2 separate regions of the Mus musculus genome follow, and region 2 is linked to region 1. Evidence: chromatin contacts called from public HiChIP or PLAC-seq data. All regions are on one chromosome and are shown on one strand. The core of a region is the stretch at or near the end of the contact, and the rest is flanking DNA. Distances in the headings are between cores, read along the strand shown.

What was found. HiChIP or PLAC-seq counts read pairs in DNA pulled down with a chosen protein or histone mark.
Region 2: a contact with region 1 is called in an H3K4me3 HiChIP or PLAC-seq map of bone marrow-derived macrophages, with 6 times the contacts expected there. The contact joins the promoter of Wbscr25 here to the promoter of Ncf1 in region 1. A contact is called at or near these places in 1 of 39 promoter capture datasets (neural stem cells) and 1 of 115 datasets of contacts at active chromatin or transcription factors (bone marrow-derived macrophages).

What each region holds. Positions count from the first base shown.
Region 1 is chr5:134,227,185-134,232,461 of GRCm38.p6, forward strand. It overlaps Ncf1 (neutrophil cytosolic factor 1), which reads right to left and starts at 2,441. Exons shown (of 11, transcript NM_010876.4): 1 at 2,312-2,441; 2 at 891-971; 3 at 266-341; 4 at 1-130. The coding sequence starts at 2,383.
Region 2 is chr5:134,998,104-135,003,380 of GRCm38.p6, forward strand. It overlaps Wbscr25 (Williams Beuren syndrome chromosome region 25 (human)), which reads right to left and starts at 3,247. Exons shown (of 5, transcript NR_026907.1): 1 at 1,967-3,247. LOC115490310 (a small nuclear RNA gene) reads right to left here and starts at 1,914; the gene lies at 1,732-1,914.

The sequences.
Region 1 (5,277 bases), core at 1,191-3,690:
ACTTTGAAGAAGTCCAGCAGGTGTGGGCAGCGGGAGATCTTCACGGGCAGTCCCATGAGGCCGTTGAAGTATTCAGTGAGAGTGCCCTGGCGACTCTCAGCGGCTCGTTGCCCATCAAACCACCTGGGTGCTGGGTGGGGGAGCCAGAGACCCATGAGCACACTCACACAAGTCCAAAAGTGTGTGGAAAGGGGTTTTAGAGAGCAGAGGAGGAGCAACCCTTGGGGCAGAGGACCCTGCTGAGGGGCTCAAGCCGTGCTCTCACCCGGGAGGTGTGGGATGACTCTGTTCTCTGTGTGGATCTCGCCGGCCTCAATGGGGAACATCTCCTTCAGCATTTTCTAGATAGAAGAAGAAAACCTGGGCTGGGCTCCGTGGCACAGATTGCCTAGTATGCACGCAGTCTTGGGTTCCACCCTGAGCATTGCAGAAATGGGACGTGGGGTGCACACACTCAGGAATTGAGGCAGGAGGATCAGGAGTTCAAAGGCATCCTTGTTGTGTAATGAGTTTGAAGCCAGTCTTAGATACATGAGAAAGAACAAAAGGGGTGCTCGAAAAGATCTAAGTTGGAGCAGTTCATAACACTCACCGGGAGGGGGAGCCATTGGGTCCACAAAAGTCCCATTGAAATATTCTCATTCCCACCCACCCACCCCCTTTGTGTGTGTGTGTGTGTGTGTGTGTGTGTGTGTGTGTGTGTGTGTGTGTGTTATCTCCTCTGTCCCTGTCTCCTTCATTTGTTTATTTTGAGACAGGGTCTCACTATGTAGCCCTCGGAAATCTCTAGGTACCCCAGGCTAATCTGACTTCAGATACATGCTGAGCTTGAGGTCCACAAAGGCAGAGGCAAAGCTGCAGTTCGAATCTGCCCCTCCCCCAACACTCACATGGAACTCGTAGATCTCGGTGAATTTTCTGTAGACCACCTTCTCCGACAGGTCCTGCCACTTAACCAGGAACATGTACACCTGAGGGGCATTAGAGCCGAGAGGGGCACTCAGCACCCACGAGGACCATGCTGTGCCCCTGGGCTGCCTTTTTAGCCTTGGATGGAAGGCTGAGGGGTTGTGGTGAGGCAATCTTTGGGGGTTTTGCTACATTGTGAGACTCTGTCTAAAAATACCCCTGTGATTGTCTCCAGGGGAGGGATGGAGGACATGAAGGAAACACCCAGGGTGACCGCTGTCCCCTCTTCTGGTGTGGCTTTTGGTTGTGGAATGATTCAGAACATTTATATTTAGAGAGGGAGGGAGGAGGGAGGGGAGACTTAGCTCTTAACTGCTGAGGGTCCCAGGTAAACAGCTTACAAGTGCTGGGCGGCACCATCTCTGGCCTGCCTTGGGCCGAGCAGACCCAGTGATAGAGTCTAGATATATGGGCAGATATTCCTCGACCTCATCTCCCCAGGGCAAACGGGAGACATCGTCCCCTACTAGGGATCCAAACTCAGTAACCAATATCATAGAAGAGGAGAGAAAAAAAAGCCACAGTTTCCAGGCCTCGCAGGCTGCCATGCAGGGCCACTCCTGGAGCTGACTAGACAGGGAGGTTTCCTGGTAGGAATGAGCCTTGGTCCTAGGCACTGGACAGAGGGTAAGGTTGAGCTCTGGCATGCTTGGGGGCTCAGTGTGAAGACAGAGAGGGAGGCAGCTGGGACGGTGCACAGGGGTATCTGCTCACCATGGCAGGGTCCTTTGTGAACACCCAAGAGAAGCCTGAAGCCCAAGGATAAGAAAGCCCTGTGCCTGAGAGGTCCCCACGGAGGTATATCTTCCCCTGGTCCCCCTCCCCCTCACATCCTTCCCTTGGTCCCCCTCCCCCTCATAGCCTCCCCTGGACCCCTCCTCCCATATCCTTCCCCTGTTCTCCCTCCCCCCATATCCTTCCCTGGTCCCCCTCCCTCTCACATCCTTCCCTTGGTCCCCCTCCCCCTCATAGCCTCCCCTGGACCCCTCCTCCCCATATCCTTCCCCTGTTCTCCCTCCCCCCATATCCTCCCCTGGTCCCCCCTCCCTCTCACATCCTTCCCCTGGTCTCCCTCTCTCCATATCCTTCCCCTGTTCTCCCTCCCCCCATATCCTCCCCTGATCCCCCTCCCTCTCACATCCTTCCCTTGGTCCCCCTCCCCCTCATATCCTCCCCTGGACCCCTCCCCCCATATCCTCCCCTGGTCCCCCTTCCCCTCACATCCTTCCCTGGTCTCCCTTCCTCTCATCTCCTTCCCTGGTCCAGGTGGTTTTTGGGTAGCAGCAGAGTGATAGCACTGTCCCCACTATGCGCTCCTGCAGGGCACTCTTAGGCTACTCACATAGTGCTGGCTGGGGATGAAGCGCTTCTCGAAGCCCAGCAGGGCAATATGGCGAATGAAGGTGTCCCCCATGGCTGGGCCGTGACAGGGACACTTCTCTCTATAGCCTGGGCTGGGCCTTAAATACACTAAAAAGAAGAAGTGGTTTCTGCTGCTTGTGGGGTAAGGGCGGGGAAGGCCCAGGAGGCTCTTAGACTTAGTCTTTCACTTTCTGAGAATTTTTGAGCTTCAACAGAGTGGTGGGGCAGCCAGGGGCCCTGAAGCACAGAAACCTGTTCTACCGACACCATGGCCCAACCCAGGCACTGGGGCCTCTCTACAGTTCTGAACCACCCCCAACAAACATGGGGCTGGAGAGCTGGTGCAGTGCTTAAGAGCACTGACTGCTCTTCCAGAGGTTCTCAGTTCAATTCCCAGCAATCACATGGTGGCTCACAACCATCTGTAATGGGATCTGATGCCCTCTTCTGGTGTTGTCTGAAGACAGCTACAGCATGCTCAGATTAATAAAATAAATAAATAAATCTTAAAAAAAAAAAAGCTGGGTGTGGTGGCAGGCAGAGGCCGGCAGATTTCTGAGTTCGAGGCCAGCCTGGTCTACAAAGTGAGTTCCAGGACAGCCAGGGCTATACAGAGAAACCCTATCTCAGGAAAAAAAAAAAAGCCTGTGACCCCAGCCCTTGGGAGGTAGAGGCAGGAGAATCAAGGGTTCAAGGCCAGCTTCAGCTATATAATGAGTTTGAAGATAGCCTGGCCTACGTGAGATTGACTTTAGAAGTCCTGTCTTTACAGGACCAGGACTGGACATGGCTCCGCAGATAAAGTCCTTGGCATACAAGCCTGAGGACCTGAGTTCTATCTCTAGAACCTACATTAAAGAAAAGTTTAGGGCCAGCGAGATGGCTCAGTGGGTAAGAGCACTGTCTGCTCTTCTTCTGAAGGTCCTGAGTTCAAATCCCAGCAACCACATGGTGGCTCACAACCATCTGCAATGTATAATAATAAATAAATCTTTGGGCGGAGAAAGCAGGGACTGATGGAGAGAGAAGAGTTATCTGAAGTGAGAGGGTCCGACCTGAGCAAGGGGAGGTCCTAAATTCAATTCCCAACAACCACATGAAGGCTCACAACCATCTGTACAGCTACAGTGTACTCATATACATAAAATAAATACATAAATCTTTTTAAAAAGCCAGGTGTGGTGGCACACACCTTTAATCCCAGCACTTGGGAGGCAGAGGCAGGTGGATTTCTAAGTTCGAGGCCAGCCTGGTCTACAAAGTGAGTTCCAGGACAGTCAGAGCTATACAGAGAAACCCTGTCTCGAAAAACCATTTAAAAAAAAAACTTTTTTAAAAAAATAAAGAAAAGCTCAGAATCCTCTGTGTGTGTGTGTTTGTGTGTGTGTGTAGATGCAGTTATAGGCAGTTGTGAAATAGCAGACATTGATGTTTGGTACTGAAGTTAGATCCCTCTGCAAGAGAGAGAAGCAGTCGCAGCCACGGAGCCCTCCCTTAGCCTGGAAAGTATGTACTTTTTTATTTTTCGTTTTTCCCAGATAGAGTTTCTCTGTGTAGCCCTGTGTCCTGGAACTCACTCTGTAGACCAGGCTGGCCCAAACTCAGAAATGCACCTGCCTCTGCCTCCTGAGTGCTGTAGTTAAAGGCATGTGCCACCACTGCCTAACTTCTGGTGTCTACACTAAATAAGTAGAGTCAGGAGGTCTCTGGGACTCACTGGCCAGCCAGCCTAGTCTCCAGGTGAGTTTTAAGTTAGCAGTAGACCCTGTCTCAGAAACCAAGGAGACTCCGGAGAGATGATGTCTGCACGCAGGTGTAGACATCAGTAGACACCCACATAGGTAAGACAACATCTGACCGTGTACTAGCCCTTCATAGAAGAATTTGACTTCTCAGACAGCTCAGCCTGGAAGGGAACTTGGGAGCCAGCCATGGTGGCAAGTGTCTTTAATTCCAGCAGTGGAGGAGGACTCTAATGTCACCAACACTGGAGGAGAAGAGACAAAAAGCCGCGGTCAGCAGGCCTCTCTTGCAGAGCCTCACCCTGAGCTGACTAGACGGATTTCCTGGGAGGAGTGAGCCTGGGTCCTGGGCTGGACTGATGGTGGTGACTACGGTGGACTGACTATGCAGACAGAGAAGGAAGCAGATGGACAGAGAACATTGTGTATCTCCCTAGTGTGGCAGAGGCAGGCAGATGTGAGTTCCAGGCCAGCCAGAGATATAGTGAAACAGTTTTAAAGGGGGCAGGGCTGCGCCTGGTGATGGTGGTGGCACATGCCTTTAATCCCAGCACTCTGGAGGCTGAGGCAAGCCGGCTCTCTGAGTTAGAGACTAACCTGGTCTACAGGGTGAGTTCCAGGACAGCCTGGGCTACACAGAGAAACCCTGTTTAGAAAAATAAAGTGGCAGGGGCTAGAGAGATGGCTCAGTGGTTAAGAGCACTATCTGCTCTTCCAGAGGTCCTGAGTTCAATTCCCAGCCACCACGTGGTGGCTCACAACCATCTGTAATGGGGATCTGATGCCCTCTTCTGAAGACAGTGACAGTGTACACACATACATGAAATAAATAAATAAATCTTAAAAAAAAAGAAAAGAACTTTAAAGCAGCAGAGGTGGGGTGGGAGGTAAGGCAGTGCCTCTGCCCTCTCCTGTTCCCCAGTGGGTGGCTCAGAAGCTACCAGGTCACCAGGGTCACAGGTCTCAAGACTTCTTCTGTCTACAACCTGACTGGCACAATGCTGTGCCTCCTTATAATGACTCTGGCGAGGACCCAGAGAAAGTGGGTGGGGCCAGGTTATGGTGCAAGTCTGAAGATTCTAAAAGTACAGAGCCTTCTACTTCCGAGCCACGTCTTTAGCCCGTCTCTGGTGTTCCACCCCCGCAAAGTGCTCTACCACCCAGCTACATCACTAACCTTTCTTGTCGTTCTAAGATAAGCTAT
Region 2 (5,277 bases), core at 1,997-4,496, 770 kb after region 1:
CAGTCAGAGCCATGGGGGACATATAAAATCAACGGAGCTAGGAGGAGTGGGTTGGAGAAGGAGGCATGAAGAAGGGGGAAATAACTCTAATGGCCTCTGTTTGTATGTGAGTGTATGAGAGTGTGTGAGAGTGTGTGAGAGTGTGTGTGAGTGTGTGTAAGTGGCCTCTATGTGTGTGAGTGTATGAGAGTGTGTGTGTGTGTGTGTGTGTGTGTGTGTGTGTGTGTGTGTGTATGTGTGGATGTTGTATGTGGAAGTCGGAGGTCAATGCCAGACAGCTTCCTCAATTGCTAGCCACCTAATTCTTAGTTTTAGTTTGTAATCTCTTTCTCTCTCTCCTCTAGAAAAGCAGCAAGTGCCCTTAGCCTCTGAGCCACCTTATTTGGTGAGGCAGCATTCATTTTTTTTTCAATGAACCTGGAATGCATCAATTCTGCTATCCTGGCTGGCTGGCCAGCCGGCCAATTGGATCCTGATGTCTGCCTGTCTCTGGCTTCCTTCCCAGGACTGGATTTAGAGAGGTGCTCCACAGCGCCCTGATTTTACGTGGGTGATAGGGACTTGAACCCAGGCCCTCATACTTCAAACACCAACACTTTACCCGGAGAATCAATCCCTGGCTCCTCTAGAATGACTTTAAAAGCCGGACAGGGTCTGCACATTTGTAATCCCAACACTCAGAAAACAGAGGAGGATCAAGGGCTAGCAGGAGGAGCTGAGTTCAACTCCCAGCACCCACATGGTAGCTTGCAATGTCTCCTTTTGATGTCCATGGGTACCAGGCTCACACATACACACATGTAAGCAAAACACCCATACACATAAAAACAAAATAAATACAGCAAACAAACAAACAAACGAACAAACAAACAGTTCCAGACCACATGCCTGTAATCCCAGCATTAGAGAGGTTGAGGATCCAGAGTCCAAGATCATGCTAGGCTGCATAGCGAGTTCAAGGTCAATCTTGGCTATTTGTGAGCCTGTCTTTAACAAGGGTCTGAGGTGGCGCAGACTGATGGAGATGAGCTAAGCGTGTTTTACATATGGAGGCAGGCATAAACTTTTAAGGGCCTAGGAGAGGACTGTTGCTGATGAGTGCAATGCATTGTGGGTTGGCATCATCTTGGAGACACGTTGTGTCTGCGAAGATGTTTCCAGAGTTTTAACCCAGTTGGACCACCCTGAATCCACCCTGAATGTGGATGGTACCATCTCATGGGCTGGGGTCTTGCAGACCCCAGGAGACAAGGAGACAGTGAGCTGGTTACCAGCATCCATCTCTCTCTGCTTCCTGACTGTGGATCCTGACAGTGGAACCAGCTCCTGTGGCCATGCTTTTCCTGTCGAGATGAACCCTTAAATCCTGAGTCAAAATAAACTGTTCCTGCCTATTTTGTTTGTTTGTTTTCTGAGACAACCTGGCTTGGCGTCTTTTTTTTTTTTTTTTTTTTTTTTTTTTTTTTTTTTTTGAGACAGGGTTTCTCTGTGTAGCCCTGGCTGTCCTGGAACTCATTCTGTAGACCTGGCTGGCCTCAAACTCAGAAATCTGCCTGCCTCTGCCACCCCGGCCCCCCCCCTCGAGTGCTGGTATTAAAGGCGTGTGCCACCATGCCCAGCTCTGGCTTGGTGTCCTATGCCTTTAATCCCAGCACTCAAGAGGCAGGAGAAACTCTGAGTTCAAGGCCAGCCTGGTCTACAAAGTGAGTTCCAGGACAGCTTGGGCTACACAGAGAAACCCTGTCTCAAACAAACAAAACAAATCTAAACAAACAAAAAACCCCAAAGAGTTTAAGTCAGCCTAAGGCATGTATGGAAATCTCAAAAATAATTAGATGGTTTCACCATTGTACATGGTGTTCTGGCTTCTAGAACATTCTCCACTTGATCTTAGCCAAAAGGCCGAGAAGCAATTAGAACATTCTCTTCCACCGCAACCCCACTCATGTAGTCAAATCCTTCTCACCTCAGCCTCCAGGTCTTTCACTCAACCGTCTCTTTCAGATATGCCATCTTAGAAGATCCAGGATTGGGTCCGCTTCTATGCTTTGAAGTTTTGTTTTTTTTTTTTTTTTTTTTTTTTTAAGTATTGGTATTTGCTCCATCTGGAGCAGAACTGGCAAGGATTCTTGCACCTCGGACCTTTGCATACAGTAGATCCTCAATTAACAAAGGCTCGAGCTTGCAGGCAGAGAAGATAGGATTATAACCTTCAGAAAGGCTTTTCCCAAGCAGAGCAGATTGCTACTACCTTAAAGCAAGTGTAGACGCAGCGTGGACTTGGCTGGTTGTGTCTGGTGCGCCGTGCCAGCTGCGCTGTGCCTGTTGAGTGGTGCCGGGTGTGCTGTGGCTTGTGTGTTGTGCCTGGTGTGTTGTGTTTGGTGTCCTGTGCCTTGTGTGGCAAGCCTGGCATTCTGTGCCTGGCATGCTGTGGCTTGTGTGTTGTGCCTGGTGTGTTGTGTTTGGTGTCCTGTGCCTTGTGTGGCAAGCTTGGCATGCTGTGCCTGGCTTGATGTGCCTGGTGTGCTGTGCTTGAAGTGCTGGGCCTGCTATGGTGTCTCTGGTTTGCTGTGCCTGAGGTGCTGTGCCTGGCATGGTGTGACTGGCGTGGTGTGGCTGGTGTGGTTTGCCTGGTGTGGTGTCTCTGGCGTGCTTCGCCTGGCTTGGATTGCCTGGTATGCTGTGCCTGGTACGGTTTGCCTGGCTTGGTGTGTCCGGTGTGTTGTGCCTGGTGTGTTGTGCTGGGCGTGATGTGCCGGGTGTGCTGTGACTGGCGTGATGTAGTTGACAAGCTGTGACTACCGTGCTGAGCCTGGCGTGGTTTGGCTGCTGTACCGCGCCTGCGGTAGTGTGCCTGGCCCGCTGTGGCTGATGAGCTGTGCCTGGCCTGGAATGGCTGGCGTGTCATGGCTGCCTCCTTCCTTTGAAGTTGTTTCCTTTTGTTCCTCATCTGTTTTTTTTGTAGAATTTTTTTGAGGGGTAATAGTATGTCTTCCATCTGGAGTTGTTGCGCCTGGGGTGCCATGCCTGCCAATGTATACGGAAAGCATCAACAGATTAATCCGCTTAGGTTCAAAATTTGGGAAGACACCAGGCAGATGGAGAAACAGGACTTCAGGTGGCAAGGTGGGAAGCCACACTGGGGGGGCCCCTGGGAGGCTGAGCCCCAGCGGGAACCTCCAGGGGCCCTCGGGAATCTCCTAAACAAGCTACAATCCAGCTGATGCCCCTGCCACACCCGGACCAGCAGGCAGGAATTTGCCCCTGTGACCTCCCCAGGCACACTCCTGTCACCATGGCGACCGGCTTAGGGAACAAGCGGCCTGATTGTCCCTGCCCAGCAGGGCAGGTGAAACCCTGGCCACGTGACCGATACTGAGCCAGGTGCGGTTAGGAAGACACTCGCTGCCTCCAGCCTTAACCCGTTCGACTCCCGGTCGCCGCCAGGGTGCAGTGTCTCTACCTCCCAGCCTGCCATGCACACGCATACCACACACACACACACACACACACACACACACACCACACTTCTTTGGGTCTAGAGGGCCCTAAATGAAATCTGGGAAGGAATCCAACCTGAGCCACACTAGTGACTGGAGCTGGGTAACTTCCGCCTTTCTCCATTTCTTTGTTTCCTTCAGTGTAAAATAAGAATGGACTGAGAGAGATGGTTCAGCGGATGCCTTGAATTCGGTCCTTGGGACCTACACGGAAGGAGAGAACTGATCCCCACTTGTCCTCTGACTCCACACTGCCGGCTACACATATACAGACACACAATAAGTCAAAATATTTTTAAAAAGAAAGAAAAGAAAAGAAAAGAAAAGAAAAGAAAAAAGAAGGAAGGAAGGAAGGAAGGAAGGAAGGAAGGAAGGAAGGAAGAAAGAAAGAAAGAAAGAAAGAAAGAAAGAAAGAAAGAAAGAAAGAAAGAAAGAAAGAAAGAAAAAGGAAATAAGGATTAGGCTCATCTCAGTATAATCCCGGGGTCTAGGAGCTCTGGCTCAGTAGCCCATCTGAGTTGCGAAGCCAACCAATGCAAACTCCCTGGTTTGGCCCACAAGCTGGGAAAGGGTGGGCAGCTCTGGAATGACCTTTCCCCAACATGCCACCCCCAGAGTCCTGCCACGGAGCTTGACCCCCTTCTTTGCCCCGCCCACAACTTTCTCTGGAATGTTCACTTGGGACCTTCAAACCAACAGGTTTTTCAGCTTGCCAGGCTCAGCCTTGAGCGAGCCATGTGACCACAATGCTTTGAGGGCCAGGACTATGTATGTCCTCAACGCCACTCCTGACACCAGATCTGGGCTATTTGGCTTTTGGGCATGTGGTCAAAGGTCGTGTGCCAGGCTGGGGTGAGCTGGCTAGACAGAAGGTTGACTGGTCAGAAACTCTTTAACAACACTACCTTTTCCCAACAGAACTATGAACCCTTTCACTCTGTGGACTGGTGAGATGGCTCAGTGGATAAAGGCACTTGCTGCCAAGTTTATTGATGTGAGTTCAATTCCTGGAACCCACATAGAGACAGAGAACAGACTCCCTCAAGTTGTCTTCTGACCTCTACATGCATGCTGTGACACCTGTACAACCACACAAATGGACAGACACAGAGGACACACACAGGAGGGGGAGAGAAATACAGAGATACACAGAGACATAATAAATATATAAAATAAATAATAAATAATATTTATTTATAATAAATAAATAAAAAGGAAGTTTAGGTGGGTGGGGTGGTACATGCCTTTAATCCTAGCATTCAGGAAACAAACAGATCTCTGTGAGTTGGAGGCCAGCCTGGTCTACAGAGCAAGTTCCAGGACAGCCAAGGCTATGAAACAAAACAAAACAAAAACCTGTCTCAAAAACCAAAAATTCCTATAAAAATATCTCTAAGGATCCTTCCCAGAACTTGGTCTGAAATCTCAGCATTCAGGAGGCTTGAGGCAGGAGAACTGCTGTGAGATCGAGGCCAGCATGGATTATATAATGAGTTTCAGGGCAGCCTGGGCTACAGGACCAGACTCTATCTTTAAAAAAAAAAAAAAAGGAAAAGAAAAAAGAAAAAAAGGAGTTACAGAGACAAAGTTTGGAGCTGTGACGAAAGGATGGACCATCTAGAGACTGCCATATCCAGGGATCCATCCCATAATCAGCTTCCAAACGCTGACACCATTGCACACACTAGCAAGATTTTGCTGAAAGGACCCAGATAGAGCTCTCTCTTGTGAGACTATGCCGGGGCCTAGCAAACACAGAAGTGAATGCTCACAGTCA